Linked DNA regions of Arabidopsis thaliana: region 2 is linked to region 1. Evidence: chromatin contacts called from public targeted proximity ligation data. All regions are on one chromosome and are shown on one strand. The core of a region is the stretch at or near the end of the contact, and the rest is flanking DNA. Distances in the headings are between cores, read along the strand shown. Region 1 holds the start of TLP10 (tubby like protein 10). Region 2 holds the start of AT1G25370 (hypothetical protein (DUF1639)).

Region 1 (4,466 bases), core at 1,264-3,763:
GCTTCTTCTTCGTTGTCGTCGCAGGATATTCCCATTTCGGAGAATCTAGAACTGCTGAAATCGAGGGAGCGGTGGTCAAATGATGATTTGGAGAAGGAGATGTTACTGCGGAATGAGTCGTCGAGAGAGTATGGTGCAGGGACGAGTTTCTCGGGTTGGTTAGGGACTGAACCGCCTGGTTCGAGCGATGAAATTGGGATGGAGTTCATGATGCAGTGCATTCGTCGTGGCCCGCGTGTGCCCAACACGTTGAGCTCATAGGTGATTTGAGCAATGTTGTAGCTTCCGGATGGTACTTTAGGAGAAACTCGTCTGGAGTGAAACCTGCTTCGGCTTGTTCGATCAGTGATAAGTGCGCTCGAAGATGTGTTTGGTGGTGGTTGCGTGTCGTACACCAAGAACTTTGTCCCAAGGAAGTTTGATCTGAGAGAGAGATAAAGAAACCTCATTAAGCTTGATTAAATGGGAATCACAAAAGATTATTTGAACAATAGATAAACGACCATAATATTCAACAGTAGCAAACTACTATGTCTAGGACTGAAAACGAACCTGAGCTTTCCGAGGTAAGAGTTGCTGGATCTTGAGATGTTATCAGCATCCATGGAGATAATGTACTCGGTTCGAGTAGTTCTACGAGTTCTTTTAGCTGAAAGAAGAAATTTCCCATTCTCCACTAATAGAGCTGAAAAAACATTATTCAACTTGATTTAGACATAAACTAAGTAACATCATAAAGAAGCAGGCTAAGTCCTAAAAACAGCTTACCGGGACTTAAACAAAGAAAAAGGTGAAATGTTAGCTTTGATTTATCCCTTTTGATGAAACACTGAATCATTGCATCACGAGGCCCTGGCTGGAAAAATTTACAACACAAAACAAAAACATCTTCATCAGTAGTCTGACGACCTTAAACAACATCAAATTAGCGAAACAGTAGAGGGCAAACCGAACCTGTTTGAGGGAAACAGGGAAAGTGAGTTTCCCACAGATTTCAGGCCCCAAAACAATCTCTTGGCACATAGCTCTCCAAGACCGACAAACCGAAGCACAAGCCACAACATGTTTTCTTGCAGGCCAATTACTCTCACTTTCCTCTAATCTTTTGATCACATCAAAGAGTAACTCTGGAGGAAGATTAGCCCATCTACTTGTCTGAACTATCACAGGCGACAAGAGATCACGGGATGACGAATACTCACGGAACGAAGAACCCTGAGCTTTCCCTTTATGAAGACTCGAGAGCCTAAAATCGAAACTCCTCCTTGACAAGCTCCCAAACCCATCTCTCAAATCTTGAACAATGCCTCGAAACGACATTTCTCTTTGGTTTCCACAAGATTCTTCTCAAACCAGAAATGCTCAAATCCAAAAAAAAGAGCTTCAGACTAAGATGAGAGACTCCACTCACTGTCCATTAACATAAGCACCCACAAGAAAAAAAGTCATTCAGCTAAGGCAATTCTGAGTCACCTTCTTAATAAGTAAGAAATAAAAAGAAAAAGAGCCATAAAAGTAAAGTGGAGCCTAAAAGAGAAAGAGTGTTTCGCTAAAGCTTAGGAAAGAAGAGATATGCAAGGCATCGCATGCCCAATAAAGAAACTAGGTCATGTCCCCAATATAGCTTTTTTTCTTTCTTAAAGACAATAATCAACCAAAGAGAATCTTGATGATAACTCACCAAAAATGCCCCAAAATTGAGATCATAGGAGGCTAAATCAGGACTCAATTTGATATATTAACAGAGAATCTCAAATAATCTTTACTTAAACTGGAGATAACAGAGACGTATGTAACAACACAGAATCAAAAGCATTAAAAGATTCAACAACAATCAGGTATTTCCCAAAATGAAATTTTACTCATCTGATTTACTACCTACAAAGTCAAAATCTTAGTTAATTTCAGACAAAACTGTTTTATTACAAAGATTCGATACCAAAAACCTGAGATTTGAGGTTAGAACATAGAATCTCACTGCAATAAACATCAAAGAGAGAAGGAGAAAAGGATGAACCTTTTAGACAAACTGATGAAAACCCAGAAGCTTAATTAACACCAATCTTCAAAAGCCAAATCCTTTTGAACTTAAGGCTTCTCTGACCAAATCCAGAAGCTCAGGGAAAAGCAAGAAGAGAATCCTCCGGAAATTACGGGTAAACAGAAGAATTAAGAGACAAGATCACAGAGATTTAAGCAGATCTGTAGGAGCCTAAATCTAAAACAAAAGAACCCATAAAGTCAAAGAAGAACAACAAAACCCAGAAAAAGATAAAGTCGTCTTCTTCTTTTTTTTTTCTCTTGTTCTCTGCTTTTTTGTTTCCAGTAGTACTCAGGAGCTTTTTCTTGATTTTACTTTAGTAGTAGTTCACGAGACAGCAAGAAAATATAAATAAATCTAGGGACTCTCACAAAAATGCTTATTTTCTTCTCTTACTTGTTGGCTTTTTGATATAATAATTTTTGTGTTTTGGAAGAAAGAGAGAGAGAGAAAGAATGAAAATTGTAATAAGTGGACATTGTGAAGCATTATTGTCCACGAGGCCGCATGACCTACGCCTCGCATCAAGCGAAGACTCAACCATAATTTTGACTTTTTTTATATGTTAAAGTTAAAACCTTTTTTAACCAAATTTTTGTTACTGATAGAAAGATTTAACACCGTTGAACTTGGAGTCTTATCAGTTAGCACTGAATAATAATACTACAAATCATTTCATTTTTGATTATATGCTGTATAATCACATCAAGTTTTTTTTTTTGTTTTCTAACAAAAGGATATAAGTCAAATTTTGTTTGTTATCTATCGTTAAATTTTAATTAAAATAAATGTTGTAAATGAGTAATCTGTGAAGAAAATATACAATAAAATATATGTATTAACATACCTAACCCCATTCAATCCTTTAGTAAGTTATTATTAACTTTTTGAAAATTTTGTTTAATCTATTTCGAAAACCATGTATTAGACGAATAATTTAGGATTTTGACACTTTTCTCATATTTGAATCTTAAACTAGTTTATGCATGGTTTATCAAATACTGTATGATATCATTTTTTTATTACCAGGTGACAAATTTCTTTTTTCCTGTAGTTTAATTACGAACGACGACCCATCATTTATCAATCTATAATTCTTTAATAGAGGTTAGATTCTGATCATTTGGATCGATCAAAATTGGATCGATCAGCAAGCCTTCATGTCTAACTGATCCAACAACATATACTTCTCGTCTCCTCCTCAAGTTCTCCATCGGTTTCTTTAAATCATCCAGACTCATTGAGGAATTCTAACTCATTTGTGACCATTACTTTTAGCGAATAGATTCACAATTTCTCATATACAAGAAGTTGTGTTATAATATTACCATGCATACTTCAAATAAATTATCTTAACTTTAACATTTAAGCATGCATGTTGAATATTTATTAAAAATCTAAGATCATTAATAATCCATTATATACATAATAGAACAATGTTTGACACTAATTTATCAATTTACAAACTGTTATAGTTATGTGTGATTACAAACTGTATATCGTCCGTATAGCATATTTTTGTCATGCTACTAATTCAAATCTGTATGATGTATAAACTTTCTTATAAATTATGAATCTATATTCCAATATTATATTCCCGCACAAAGCATATTATGATAATCTAGCAGTAGTTGCATTATTGGTTATTACAACATAATTATATCTATGGATCTTGGTGACTTTTAAAGTTTAGGCACGAGTCTCTTTGGCCCTTCGGCTCCTGCAAATTACAAAGTACATGCATCAACATCACTTCCAAGTCCGCTTTTGATTCCATTCATCAGTTACAAAACCAACTCATTTCGCAACTTTTTTTACAAAACCAACTCATTTCGCAACTTATGATCTGATTCGAGTAGACAAACACTTATTAAGTTTCATGTCCATACAAAATCTGAATTTGTTACCAATCAAACAAATATAATATCATGGATCGGTCCGGTTTCATTATACTGTTAGAGGATTAATTATTTATACATATACCTCCACATCGAACGTAGCATTTGTGTTGGCGTCGGATCAGCTTTTATTCTGAAAAAGAGATAATATTTAAGCGGATATATAAATCGAAACTTTAGGATCGGATAAAAAAGATAAGAAGAGAGTACTCACTGTCGGAATTAACACAGCCGGTGGAGCAAGCGTCGTAGCATGTTTCTGCGCCTAACTTTCTATATGGTCCGGGTCCTTATTTAGCCTCCGCCACCATATCAAGGTTGGAAAAAAACATAAAGCCACCACAATCAGAAGAGTAGCCAATATCGTCACTTGCTCCTTCATTGTTCTCCCTCGCTACGATTTTCTTTCCTTTTTCATAGTTAGGTCTTCTTTGTTTTTGTTTTTTCCTTCTCCCTCTCTTAAAAGAAGATCTATAGTTGTGGGTTAACATTTACTAAAAGACCTAAGGAAAATTTTTGGGGAATGT
Region 2 (4,466 bases), core at 1,328-3,827, 35 kb before region 1:
AAAATCCACCTTCTAATGTTCGGATACTCTCTGAGTCCAGGTGGTTGGTCTGGTAACTATACCCCAGTTTCTGGAGGAGAAAACATCTATGTCAACGGTCAAAAACTGACCGTCATTTTTGCTCCGGTACCATCCAGCTCTTTAAATCCTTGATAGCTCTCAGATTGGCTGCACTGCTGAAAGTATACATTTTGATAAACTCTTAACTAAGTAAAATACTCCAGGGACACACAGATGGTCATATGTCACTACTTCATACCTCCACTCAATCTCTGATTGTTGGTGATCATTGTGTTGGGTAAGACAAGCAACTAAAATTTATGTTGCTATAGGCTAATTCAAATCAGTCAAATTTGATTAACTCAAGAAATGTTAACTCACCATTTTGGGTTGTTTCAGTCAAGGAAGTGCTTTCTTGGACATCAGGGCAGGTGGTAACATGACAGTAAGTATAAGCATGCTCAGTCTGTTTTCTGTTTTGAATACTTCAATGCAAACGTAGTGTGAGGGTTTACCTGTGGTAGATTGCGATGTTTTCTAGTAGCGTTTTGTTTCCAAATTTGTTGTTTCAATGTTAGGTGTTGGGTAAGATAGTAAATGCACTTCCTTAATTTCCAATTTTCCGTTGCAGGATTACTTTCAGTCGACATATAAATTCCTGGAGCTTTCTCCAAATGTGGTGATTCCCATGCATGGAAGGGTCAATTTGTGGCCGAAACACATGCTTTGTGGATATCTCAAGTATGAATAAGAATATGCTGTAGTGGATAATCTGATGTTTAAAACCCTGTTACTGTTTTGTCTATCAGTTTGATCAGATAAAAGTAGAGTGAACTTATTAAGATATTTGATACATTAATATATAAAGGAATTTTGATGGGAGGGGTGATCTTGTTTTCCAGAAACCGCAGAAGCAGAGAAAAATCAATCCTAAAGGCCACTGTGGATGGAGCTCAGACGTTATATGACATTGTTGCTAAGGTGTACTCAAGTGTGGATCGCAAATTCTGGTGGGCTGCATCATCAAACGTAAGGCTGCATATCGAGAAGCTGGCAGTAGAAAACAAATTACCAGAGGTAAAACTCTTCTTTAATTCCAAATGCACACAAAAACTTACATTCTTAGGAAACATATCACAAAAAGACAAGCTTAGAAAGTTCTTAGCAAATGTTACTAGCACTGCTTCACTACTCATTCTTATTGTATTGATTTGATCCAGGGATTCTCAATCCAAAAGTTCAAAGCAAGTTGCGGATTACGTTTTGCGATACGGTGTACAGTGGGTTATATCATTAGCAAGATTCCGTTCAAGATCAATAAGCCAGGTTTCATTATGTCAGTGATGGCTGCAGGAGCTGGATATTTTCTTCTGTACACATCCAAAAAGAAGAACCAGATTGAATCTTGATGAGTAAGTCATAGTAAAAGATTGTGGGATCTATAAATCATGTAAAAAGTTAAATTTCGTAATATACCCTTTTTAAGAACTTCAACTTCATTATTATTATAGGTAATAAAAACACTTCAAAAATGGAAAGTTGACTACTTCTCAAATATCTACTAGAAATTATAAAGTGTCGTTTGGATTTTTTTTTTTTTTTTTTTGTCGTCAGATAAATATGGAAACTTCTCAAATTCATTAATAAATATATTTTTAGTTGACATTTATCAGATAATTGTATATAGATTCAAATGATTTGAGATTTGTTTCTCGAGCAAGATATGTCACAGCTTATTATACCTGGATCATACTTTAAATTGATCCTTTGAGAAAAGCGAGTAGACTTTGGACTTTGGAGTTTATTTTTATTTTGTGTAACAAACTTTTTCTCTAATGCATATAGATTAGACCTAAGATATTTTGATCAAAAAAAAAAAAAGGACCTAAGATATTGAGGTAACCGAATTATAGATTACTAGAAGCCATTAAATTTTCGAAAAAAGGAAATTGGTATCTTAATTTTTCAAATTGACCTAGTAAAAGTGTTATTAGAAACGGAGAAGAAACTCACACAAAAAAAAGGAAACAAAAAGGCTTCGAGTGAGATTGTGCGATGGGTTAAAATAAACGGTTAAGATGAAAGACTAAAGCAATCCAACGGTTATTTTTATTTTGTGTAACAAACTTTTTCTCTAATGCATATAGATTAGACCTAAGATATTTTGATCAAAAAAAAAAAAAGGACCTAAGATATTGAGGTAACCGAATTATAGATTACTAGAAGCCATTAAATTTTCGAAAAAAGGAAATTGGTATCTTAATTTTTCAAATTGACCTAGTAAAAGTGTTATTAGAAACGGAGAAGAAACTCACACAAAAAAAAGGAAACAAAAAGGCTTCGAGTGAGATTGTGCGATGGGTTAAAATAAACGGTTAAGATGAAAGACTAAAGCAATCCAACGGCTATTGATTCACCGACTTACTTGAAAATGGAAAATGTTAATGAACCCGGGAAAATGTAAACCCCAAACACATGCGCATTTTAGCTACCATCTAATGAAATTACCGAACTTACCCTCCGATGCAACATTAATTTCCTAAAAAATTTCTGGTATATATACACGAAGCTTTGTATATCACAGCAAAAAACGCACAACGAGAAAATAAAAAACGCACCGCCGGTAACAATTTTCCGGCGAATCTGAAAACTAACGATTTTTCTCGAGTTTGGTAGAGAAAGAGAAAGAGATTGATTCGTTCCTGGTTCGTGGATCGAATAGAGAAGAAGAAAGAGTAAGTGCAACAGAATCAATGGTATTTCCCGGTGAGATGACGACGACGACAACGAGACCTGAGCAACGATCGAAGACTCTTCACAATTTCCCTCTCCCGAACTTATGGGGGAATCAGAGACAACTCAAGTGCACGAAGATCGACTCTATCAGCAACAACAACAACAACGGAGGAGGTCCCGGCGGCGATCACCGACTACGACGCCGATCTCCGCCTCTGGAATTCGCTGATTCTCCCGTTTCGATGCCGTTTCGATTCGGTAACTCCGATCATCGCCGACCGTTTAAATCGGGAAGCGAAGAAGGGATCGAAGAGTTCAGGGTGAAGCTTATGTCGGATCTGAAGACGGAGACAGATAAGATCACACAATCGATGTTTAACAAAGGCGTAACCGAAGAGGAAGAGGAACAAATCGACGGTTCTGGTTCTGGTTCTGGTTCCGGTCAAGAGAAGGAGATGATTCCTCCGGTGAAGCCGTGGAATCTAAGGAAAAGAAGAGCAGCAGCGTGTAAAGAACCGGAATCCAACAGTTTGATCAATAAAGGAATTGTGATTGAGGAGAAGGTAGTGAAGAATCCATCTCCGGTGAGAGGCGGCGGCGGAGTGGTCGAAGCGGAGAAGAAGCGTCCTATGTTCTCTATGAAGCTATCGAAGAAGGAGATGGAAGAAGATTTCATTGGGATGGTAGGTCACCGAGCACCGCGTCGGCCCAAGAAACGGTCCAAAACTGTTCAGAAAAAACTCGATGTAAGTCTTTTAGATTTTGCAATTTGGTGAACGATTTGAAATTTTTTTGTTAGATTTTTGTTGAAACTGAAATTTGGATTCTTTTTGTTCTTTGCAGAGTTTGTTTCCAGGGTTGTATTTGACTGAAGTGACACATGATGCATATAAGGTTCCAGAATAAACCAAGGTATAATCATCAATCATCATCATCATCACGGATTTGAAAAGCTTGAGACTTTTTTAGTTTGAGAGATTCTGATTCATTGTTGCTTTTACAGAATCTGCAGAGATGATGATGATGATGATGATGAATTTGTGTAATTCTGGAATTGAGGGTCAAGTTCTTGAGAAGCTCCTTCTTCCTCTGCTAATATTTTTCTTGATTAATTCTTTCTTCTAAATTGTTCTGAATAAAACTATACAAAAACGTTTAGGTCTCCAGTTGATTAATACAAATTAAAGTTTTCTTCTTTCTCGGTAAATCTTGACTGTGTTGTGAGGAAAGTGTTTTCTCTGTCGAACTCAATCTCAATCTAAATCTCACATGTGTGCTTAATTAGTGTGATATGATTAACTAGTGAAAGCAAACCAAGATTTGTTTTGAGTGAAATTTATGCACCGACAGAGGATATTCCAAAATTCTTGTGTGGGATTAGATTAGACAACAAAGGGGCTTGTCTTTTGTTGTTTCTCTTTTCATCTACTTAATGCATTAAACTGACAATGAAGAACATCTTAAATGTGTGAAGAAGAGAGTTTTAATGGTACAATGCGTTTGAGATTGAGTCAAAATAAGGAACCTTTGAGATTCAAGTCAGTGCAAGGACAATGATTCCTATGAAAAGCTGAGACCAATTTGGTTTTGTGGGGTGTGTTTTGTTTTCCCGCGTTGGCTTGTTTCCGCTTTCGTGAGTTGTGTCTTTTGACTCGTTCTTTGCTGGTTAACATCTTCCGGTTTGGTTTTAACAAAGATTTTTATGTGGTTAATTAATAATTGCCGTGCTT

The links.
Region 2: a targeted proximity ligation map of shoot shows a contact between it and region 1, with 10 read pairs. A contact is called at or near these places in 3 of 26 Hi-C or Micro-C datasets (callus, root and seedling) and 1 of 2 datasets of targeted methods (shoot).

The regions. Positions count from the first base shown.
Region 1 is chr1:8,861,815-8,866,280 of TAIR10.1, reverse strand. It overlaps TLP10 (tubby like protein 10), which reads right to left and starts at 2,513. Exons shown (of 5, transcript NM_102338.3): 1 at 2,018-2,513; 2 at 955-1,410; 3 at 769-856; 4 at 553-685; 5 at 1-423. The coding sequence starts at 1,320. It overlaps AT1G25277, which reads right to left. Exons shown (of 3, transcript NM_001332674.1): 1 at 4,154-4,466; 2 at 4,025-4,072; 3 at 3,484-3,761. The coding sequence starts at 4,430. The coding sequence ends at 4,230.
Region 2 is chr1:8,897,222-8,901,687 of TAIR10.1, reverse strand. It overlaps AT1G25370 (hypothetical protein (DUF1639)), which reads left to right and starts at 2,577. Exons shown (of 3, transcript NM_102347.3): 1 at 2,577-3,482; 2 at 3,580-3,648; 3 at 3,740-4,124. The coding sequence starts at 2,754. The coding sequence ends at 3,642. It overlaps AT1G25375 (Metallo-hydrolase/oxidoreductase superfamily protein), which reads left to right. Exons shown (of 12, transcript NM_102348.4): 7 at 41-126; 8 at 225-298; 9 at 400-445; 10 at 632-741; 11 at 903-1,077; 12 at 1,221-1,578. The coding sequence ends at 1,409.